Regions from separate parts of the Oryctolagus cuniculus genome. Here region 2 is linked to region 1. Evidence: chromatin contacts called from public Micro-C data. All regions are on one chromosome and are shown on one strand. The core of a region is the stretch at or near the end of the contact, and the rest is flanking DNA. Distances in the headings are between cores, read along the strand shown. Region 1 holds the start of BRPF3 (bromodomain and PHD finger containing 3). Region 2 holds the start of MAPK14 (mitogen-activated protein kinase 14).

Region 1 (4,687 bases), core at 1,991-4,490:
TGACGTAGTTTGAGTCCCTTGACTTGACCTTGCTTGAAGCTGGATGCACCGCTGAACTCCCTGGTTATGAAGTCAACAGATTTCCTTTATTAGTTAAAGTTGTTTCAGTTAAGTGCAATAAAGTTTTAATAAATAGCATTAAGCATAGTACCTTGAATGTGTTAGATACTATTTTTATTATCCTTATTACCTTGCCATAACTCCTACCCAGTTCAATCTTTTCTTTCTCAATGTCTACCCATATAGAGCAGCTAGAAGTTTTTTCTGGCTTGCTTCTTGCTTGCACACTACTAAAGGCAAGGGAAAAAAAATTCTACTATGCATATGATCACCAGACTCTTCCTAGGTGGAGATTTTTGTTGTTATTTCCCAAAGAAACATATATAGTACTGGACTCACAGTTGGTGGTCAATAAATATGTTTTGGAAATAAATGAATGGATGTAATTTAAAAGGACTGATATTCTATTTAGGACTTTTTGTTGACCTAGCTAAATTTCTTCCTAAGCAAACTTTTTATTATTAAACCATTTTCATGATAGCACAAAAAAATCACAATGCTTCCCCTCTTCATTCCTCCCAACTCTGGGAATTCAGAATTCTTTCGGCCAAGTGTCTAAGGAATGAATATTCTATTTAAAATGAGTAAATAATCAGTCAAGGCCTATTTTTTCATCATACATATTTTATTTATCTGGAGGGTATTGAATCTGACCTTTCAGCAGTTTCTTGTCTTGGTTCACTAGTGACATTAGTGATGCACAGACAAAGACATCCTGAGATGCAGAGAAAAAGTATGTGTAGGGGAGACATTTTTGGTGTTTATGTTTCTTCTTTTGGTTCTAAACAGTCAAACATTCTTCTATTCCAAATAAGTTAGTTTCCACTGAGATGAAGGATGTTACAAAACAACTATTTGAAATCAGAGGTCTGTGCCTTTGTTTATTAAATTTAATTGCTGTATGGTTTAATGGAAAGGCCAGGGGCTGGTGAATTAAACTCTTTAAAATAGCTAACGATTAAAGTGAATTAAATTTAGCGCCTCTGGGATTTCTGATACATGTTCCAAATTTGTTTTTAATGACATAATTGTTCCATGTTACATTTAAGATTACATCAGAGTGAACTGGTTATGTGTGCAGCTACGCTAATAGAAACCAATTCCAAATTTAAAAAGTGAAAGTGAGGACAATGGCCATGTTACCCCCCCAAAAAAAGTAACAGCTGAAAATGGAAGAGAAACATGTAGGCTGGACACAGTTTTAATATGAAAGCTCTAGGCAGAAAAACCCAGAGATCTCATGCATTAGGATGGCTTAATGCATTTTCAACAGTATTTAAACCATTATTTTACTTCTAAGTGTAAGTCAGCGCGTTCTCTCCAGATATTTATTCACTTATTTTAGTGGAAAAAGATAGCTCCCGATCACATAAGTGGGAATGGTGTTAAATAAATTTTGACAACACCTATCAAGAAATAAAAGGTACTAGTCATTTGCATAAAGAGTAATATTTCATGTTTTAAAAGAACAAAAAAATCAAAGTCTTGCTTCTGCTGGTCTTATTATGTTTTTTTAATTCTTAACTAAAAGTAACTGCAATATTCTTTCATCTCTGGGGCTTTCCCTTCTACAATTAATCATCTTTTCTTCCACATCTTCCTTCCAAATGCCTATTCCCCCTAGCTTTGGAACACTTGACAGTAATTCGTACTATTTCATCTTCACAGCTTTCAAAACATTGCCCTGCCCTGGCTTAGCTTCCCATGCCACTCCTTTCTTTGTAAAACTTGGTGAACTCCAGTGTTTTTGCACCGCTCTTTGCCAGATGATGCTACCATCGACTCAGAAACTACCTTTGCAACGCAAATTAGCTTCCATAATCTAGCGCAATCAAACTTGAAAACTCTATGTTTAAACCCCTTAGGATAATGAACACCTATCTTTCAACAGCAGCAGTACATTCATTGTAAACATTTCCAAGACTTGGACCTCAAGACTTTCTCCTTCACCGTCCTGTCCCTAGAATGCAAGTCCTTGATCATCAGAACCCAGCCCGGTCTCCCCAGCCACGCCAGCGGCGCAGGCACGGGAGACCTTTCAGAAGTCATCCCGCTTCTCATGTAGAGGCAGCCTAGCCAGGCGTCCTTTATAAACATCACTCCAAGAGGTGCTTAAGTCTCAGGAGGTAAGCCTTGCAATTCATAGGCTAAGGGGCGGGAGGGCAGGTGGCAAAGAAGTCCTTTACCCATTTTTTTTTTTTTTTAATTAAAACCGAAGCCAGTTCGATTACTTTTGCAAGTCTGAGCTGCCATTTGCCAAGCATCTTGTCGACAGCCGTCCGGAGTATTACATTAACCGACTCCTAGCCAAATCAGGTTTTAGGAGAAAGTGTTTCCCGTGCTTACATTGACGAACGAGTTACCAGACGTCCTTAAAAATCGACTGTCAAACTTTTCTGTTTACTCTCCTTAAATACAGAAGGGAAAGGGTGGCACACGACTAAGGTCCGTTTCTTAGCGGATGTCTGGTGCGGAGCCAGGCGCTCACCTGGACACAACAGAGGCAGGGCTTTCCCGGCTGGCCTCCCTGGGGGAGGGGCTGGACAGCGCCAGACCTTTGTCCTCGGGACCTGGACAGGGGCGGGGGTACCTTCTGGGAGTCACGCAGGCACCTGCATCCCAGGAAACCACGGACCCGCTTTGGACTTCAAAGGCTGCCCTGGCTTAATCTTCGGTGGTGCCCTCCAGCTTGGGGCGGGAGTTTGTCACCCCAACCTTAGCTGCCTCGCCCGCGGAGACCCGGGAAGGGGCGACTGGCCATTCTAAAGAGTTAGGGGTCCCCCCTTCCCTCCACGCTCTCGTCAGGCGCGCGGGGCGGCTGGCATGGACGGGGTGAGCCGGGGCCGCGGCGGGCGCAGACCCGGTTTCTGCTCGGTGCCCCTGCCGCGTCCGTACCGCCACCGTGAGGCCGAGCCAGGGACGGTGCCCCGTGGCGGCGGCGGCGGCGGCGGCGGCAGCAGCGGCGGCTCCGCGCTCCTCTCCGCGCCGCCCCGGCCGCCGCCGCGCCGGGGACGGGCGGGGGGATTTTTCTCCCGTTTCCCCCCTTTCGCGCTCTCGCTCCTGTTCAGCGGGAGAACCCGCGGAGCCAGGGAGGGAGCGAGGGAAGGGGTGGAGGTGGCGGGGGGGAGGCCGGAGGGGCGGATCCTGCCTGGGGGCTGATCCCTCCCTCCCCTCGGCCGGGCTCCGTGGCGGCAGCGGCGGCGGCGGCGGCGGCGGCGGCTCCATTCCCCCTCCTCCCCCGGGAGCGGCGGCGGCGGCGGCAGCCGAGCCGGGGCCCCACCGCGGGCCGGGAGGGGGCACGGCAGAGGCCGCAGAGATCGGCGCGGGAGGAGGCCGCGCTCCGCTCCCCGGGCCGCGCCGATCTGCTCGGCGGCCGGCCCTCCCGAGCCCAGGCGCCCCGAACGGTGTGGGGTCGGGCCGGCGGCTGAGGTAATGGGGGCGGCAGCGGGACCAGACAGAGCCAAGGAGCGGGCAGCGGGGCCTACGGGGACCAAGGACTGCGCGGGGCAGGGAGGGGGACGACTGGGGAAGCGGGAGGCTCCCTGAGCGGGGCGGAGGCGGCGCGAAAGCTCTCCTCTGGAGCGAGGGCGGCGGCAGGGAAGGAGAAGGCGGGTGAGGGGGGGAGCTGAAAAGCAAGGACCCCCTCCCGCAGCCGCCATCTTGTCTCCCCCCCGCCTCTGGAAGTCGAGCTGCCAAGCCCCGCCCCCGCCACGTTCTCCAATTGGCCAGACTAGCGGAGAGTCCCGCCCCTTGGTTGGCCCTTGGTTCCCCAGTTCCCCCTGACGAGCAAGTCAGGCGGCCAATGGGCACTCGGCTCTCTGCCTCGCTGGTTCGCTGGCGCTCGCTTTCTCTGTCTGAGGGTCCGATTCCGTGTCTGTCTACTGCGCTCTCCTCCGGTCTGAGGAGATGTTATTTCTCCTGTTTCCTCTTTGAGGGCCCAAAATTCTTCTGGAAGAGGTGCCCCTTAAATGGGCGGGAGAATCCTTGACTGGGGGTTGTGTGGAGTGCAGGGGGCACAGTCTGATTGCAGAAACTCCCTGTTCTTGGGAGACCCAGGGAGGGGGGATGGGCAAGTGGGGGCCCTGAGGGGACCGAAAAAAATCTCTAGAGAGGTGTTGGAAATATTTCTGGAGGAGGTGTGTATGTTCGAAGGACTATGTAGGTTGAGAAACTCCCGCCAAAAAAAACCCTCATCTAGACTGTAAGCTCCATGTGGGCGAAACGTGTCGGTCTCCCCGGCGTCAGCCCCCTCCCTCCGGGTGTGTGCTCCGCGGGGTCCTGAGGCTTGGTCCGGAGAGCTGGGGCGGGGCGGGGGGCTGCCGAGGAGGGAGCGGTGGGGCGGACCGTTGGGTGGCTTAATTGAAGGCAGGGGCCCCTCCGGTCTCCGGAGACTTGTAAGTTGGATGTTCTCACCTCTGCTCGGAGCTGCTTGCGTTTGGCGGGCTGGGGAATAAAACAGGTCTCTTGGCCCAGGCTGCCTGGAGGACTTGGCGTCCGTAAGGAATCTGGAGGCCAGGCGCCTCTGGAACCCGGACAGAACTGCTGGGCTGATTCTGTTTCCTTTGGCTCCGAGTGGAGTGGATGCCTGCCTGCCTGCCTGCCTGTCCTCGGCCAAATTGTGTTGTTT
Region 2 (4,267 bases), core at 1,416-3,915, 190 kb before region 1:
TGTCACCCATGTAGGAGACCGGGATTGAGTTCCTGGCTTCAGCCCAGCCCCTGTCCCTTATGTCCTTCTTTCTCATACCATAGAAACCTTAGTGGCTCAGCAGGACTCTTCCTGACATGATGTAATGACCAGAGGCTCCTACTGACAGGTAGGTCCCACGTAGCAAGATCCACTGAGTCAGAAACCCGGGTGTGTGTGTGTGTGTGTGTGTGTGTGTGTGTTGGGAGAGGGTGGCAGCTGATTTTCAGAGCCCTCCTGGTGACCCTGATACAGTATAAGGACCACCACAAATGGCATCGCTTGTCTTGAGTCAGCTTCTCAGTGGTAAGTTGTTGGACAGCTGAAATACAGGCAACCTACCCTTATCCACCCATTTACATAAGCTGTCTTCAAAGTATTTTAAAAGCCAAGAATACAACATTTAAATACAACCCAATTTTCTGTCTGCTGACCCAATAGATGTGACATCCAAAGGACTCATTTAATTGTGAGAGTCTTCCATATGTTCCCTATAAGCATGGGAAGGCAAAATTCACTTCCAAAATTTGAAAGTAACTTGTAATTCGCTCACACACGCCTCTTAGACTGTTACCATTAGGATTTTTATCCTAATGCATTTGAAACACAGAGAAGGCATAAGCAAAGAGCATCATTTTCTTTTTTTTTTTTTTCTTTTGACAGGCAGAGTTAGTGAGAGAGACAGAGACAGAGAGAAAGGTCTTCCTTCTGTTGGTTCACTCCCCAAATGGCCGCTACGGCCGGCGCTGCTCTGATCCGAAGCCAGGAGCCAGGAGCTTCCTCCTGGTCTCCCATGCGGGTGTAGGGCCCATGGACTTGGGCCATCCTCCACTACCCTCCCGGGCCACAGCAGAGAGCTGGACTGGAAGAGGGGCAACCGGGACAGAATCCGTCGCCCCAACCGGGACTAGAACCCGGGGTACCGGCACCATAGGTGGAGGATTAGCGTGATGAGCCGCGGCGCCGGCAGCAAAGAGCATCATTTCCAAGTTCCTTCGGCCACTGTCTAGCGGCTGGGCGTGACTGCCCTCCATCCAACAAAGCAAGAGTGGGGCTGGCGCTGGCCTGACTCAGAATGGGGACCGGGGTGTTGCAGCAGTCTTCGCCTCTTCGCCGGGGGACGCCCGTGCATAAACAGGATTGGATGGGAAGAGGAGGAGCCAAGGGATCGGGAAGGGGTTCAGTCAGGGAGCATAAAGTGACGAGACCGACGGGGCGGGCGAGCCAACTCCAGGGCGTCTGGAAGGAGTCCGCTTGCAAAGGGCACGAACTGCCTCTTGCCGGTGCCGTTCCACGCGGCCGTTCAAAGCAGAGGCGGGAGATAAGCTTCCAGGCACCGTCGTCAGCCACTCACTCTACCAATATTGACCGAGCGAGCGCCCGCGACGTGCGGGACCCCGCTGCGGGCGGCGGACCCAGCCCGGCCCGCGACCCGCGACTCTCTGCCTGCAGCCCCGCCTCCCGGGCGGCCCTGGCAGCAGCTCACCTGTTTCCCCGCCCGAGGCGGGAGTGCGGCGGGCGGCTCGGGTCTCCCAGGGCTCTGGCCTGGCTGGCAGCGCTGCCGACCCGGACGCCGGCGGTTCCCGAGCCGTTGCGGCCGAACCCGCGGGCGTTCGGGGCGGGCGGGCAACGAGAGCGGGGGCGAGGAAGGAGAACACGGCCGTGGGAGCCCTCGGCCCCTGTCCTGGGGTGGCCCTCAAAGGATCGGAGGACAAGATAGACTCCCATCCTTGCGCTCAGGGTAGCAGGCGTTAGCACGGGCCGGGCCAGCACCAGTAGGTATGGGCCTGGGGTTACAACACTTGCCCACTCGCGGGTATTTTCTTGTCCCTATGAGGTGGGAACGGAGGACCGGAGTTCTCTTGCAACTGAGCAGGGCCTACCGGCTTGCCTAAAAGCGACATTGCCACAAGCGCACTCCCTGCTCCTCCGCCTTCCTGGGAGAGCCCCCACTTAAAATCTCCAAGTCCTCTTCTCAGGACTGCTCTTGGGGCCGAAGTCGGTTTATAAGCTTCGGGGCCACGGCTTTTAAGACACATCAGAGCCACCTGTACGGCCCCGACCCCCGCAGAGGCCCCTGAGGGTCCCGGGGCGACCTTTGCACCCGTTCGGGTGCAAAGTCTCGGCTTCCAGCGGGGCTAATATTTGTCTTTGGGGCCGATTTCGTCAGCGTCCCGGAGGGTTAGCCATCTGTCCATGAGCACACGGGAATGCGACGGCCTTCTGACTGGAACCAGTTTTTGACGCCGGTATTTCTTGGAAACGGCGGAGTTCCACCGAGCAGGTGCTCGGCCGCAGTTCCAAGATCTGTTGGCTCTTTTCCCGACACGCTTACTCGTCCCCGTCGCTCTCCGCAGTGGTCAGGCACTACAGCCCCACCAACCACAGTGGGGCGCGCGCGGCCTGTGGTGCGCGAGCATCCCCGCCTTAGCCGTCCGCCTCGGCGCCCCGAAGAACAGTCCCCGGGAGTTCCTGCCTCTGGGCTCCAGCTGTTGCTCTCTTCTCGCGAGAACTGCTCCTCCGGCGCTCTCTCCTCCCGAACCCCCTCCCGCGGGGAGGTTCCATATTGGGTAAAATCTCGGCTCGCGGAGAGTCCCGGGAGCTGATCTCGCGAGAGGACGGCAGGCGGCTCCTGTTCGCTGGCTCTGGAACTGCGACCACTGGAGCCTCAGCTGGCGCTGCAACTGGAGCGGGAGTCCAGCGGCACGGCCCGCCGTCGGCCCGGCCCGGGAGAGGGTGCAGGGAGACCCCGGCGGGCGCAGCCCTCAGCCTCGGAGCGCGCTCCTGCCCTTTGCCGGGCTCGCCTCGGTCCCTGAGGCGCGTCCAGCAGCTGCAGCTGACAGGGGCCGCACGCGCGGGTGTCTGCGGGGGTCTCAGCAGCCGCACCTGCGCGGCGGCCAGCGCGAGGTCCCCGCCCGCCTGGGCGGGCGACGAGGGCCGGGGAGCGGGCGTGGGTGCAGGCGGGGGCACCTCAGGGCCACCTCCTCGCCCCGCGGCCGTCGCTGGAAAATGTCTCAGGAGAGGCCCACGTTCTATCGGCAGGAGCTGAACAAGACAATCTGGGAGGTGCCCGAGCGTTACCAGAATCTGTCCCCGGTGGGCTCTGGCGCCTATGGCTCCGTGTGGTGAGTGTTGCTAGGCCCGGGGCCGCGGTGGGTAGGGTGGCCCCTGGTGCCCGAGGGCCAGGCCTGCCCCCGCGGCTCCGCTATGCGCCCAGCGGCAGGAATTTCCCCCGAGGGAGAGCATGGCTGTCCCTGCACCCCCTGCATCCCGCAGCCTGCACGCCCAGGGCGGTGGTCCATTGCGTGCAGGCGCAGGTCCGCTGTGGGCGGTAGGTGGTGGTGCTGGCTGGAGCTCGCTCCTGGCGCACGCCCTGCGCTTTCGTTTCGCTGAGCGCTGCTCCCCCCCGGGGGGCAGGCCCTGGGGGAGGGGCGGCTGTTCTGCGGGGAGCTGGGGAGGGGGGTCCCTACGAACACTTTGCAGAAGGACCCTCTCCCGGGGGTGCACCCGTCCCGGGGGCGCGGACGACCCGGGGAGCTGCGGGAGAAAGCAGAACCCGGTTGGGAGATCGGGTGGTCTGAACAAAACTGACGACGAAGGTAGCCCCCTCCAGGCTTTTCTTTCTTTCCTTCTTTTTTGCAAACCTCTGTGGAAATCCCGTCTGGAGAAGCGTTCTTTTTGAATTCGCAGCGACCCATAGGGCTTAAAATATCGGCTTTATCTCGGCGAGCCCTGTGCCAGCTTGAGTGGTGTGTTTCCGATTCGGTCGAGAGCGTGTTTCCTTTCCGTGGAGGGCGGCGGTGGTGGCTGCCGCTTGAGAAACTGGCGGCCTGGCTGATTAGTCACATACCACTGCTCATTTAAAGTATTGTTTGACGAAGCAGGGTTCTCACGGGGAGCAGGGGAGCCTCGGATCCCTCCGCCGCGTGCCCTCGAAACCCAAAAGTCGCTCACGGTGCAGGGAGCTACTGTGAATATTTGAAAGTTGAGATAATTCCTGTGAATCGTGTATTTTTAAGGCCCCTTGGAGAGTGTGCAGAGACCTTATCTGTGGCTATGGCCTGAGATACACTTGGTTTTCGTTAGGATCGGGAACTTCCAGGAGAAGAAAGTTAGACACCGGCCAGCTGTCCTTTACAAGGTGCCTGTATTTAAGTTGACACCAGGACATTTCCAGACCTGAAGTATTTCACTGACTTCTCTAACTTCCAAGGCCTTAGACACTGTATTTTATACTTAGTATCTTTTG

The links. Hi-C and Micro-C count contacts between places; a contact is called where the count stands out from the background.
Region 2: a contact with region 1 is called in a Micro-C map of ear pinna, with 5 times the contacts expected there. The contact joins the promoter of MAPK14 here to the promoter of BRPF3 in region 1. A contact is called at or near these places in 3 of 6 Hi-C or Micro-C datasets (ear pinna, psoas muscle and an unstated tissue).

Annotation. Positions count from the first base shown.
Region 1 is chr5:133,295,297-133,299,983 of mOryCun1.1, reverse strand. It overlaps BRPF3 (bromodomain and PHD finger containing 3), which reads left to right and starts at 3,240. Exons shown (of 13, transcript XM_070074150.1): 1 at 3,240-3,489. It also overlaps LOC127493201.
Region 2 is chr5:133,480,170-133,484,436 of mOryCun1.1, reverse strand. It overlaps MAPK14 (mitogen-activated protein kinase 14), which reads left to right and starts at 2,665. Exons shown (of 12, transcript XM_002714646.5): 1 at 2,665-3,143. The coding sequence starts at 3,028. It overlaps SLC26A8 (solute carrier family 26 member 8), which reads right to left and starts at 2,505. Exons shown (of 21, transcript XM_051855725.2): 1 at 1,505-2,505. It also overlaps the pseudogene LOC127493149.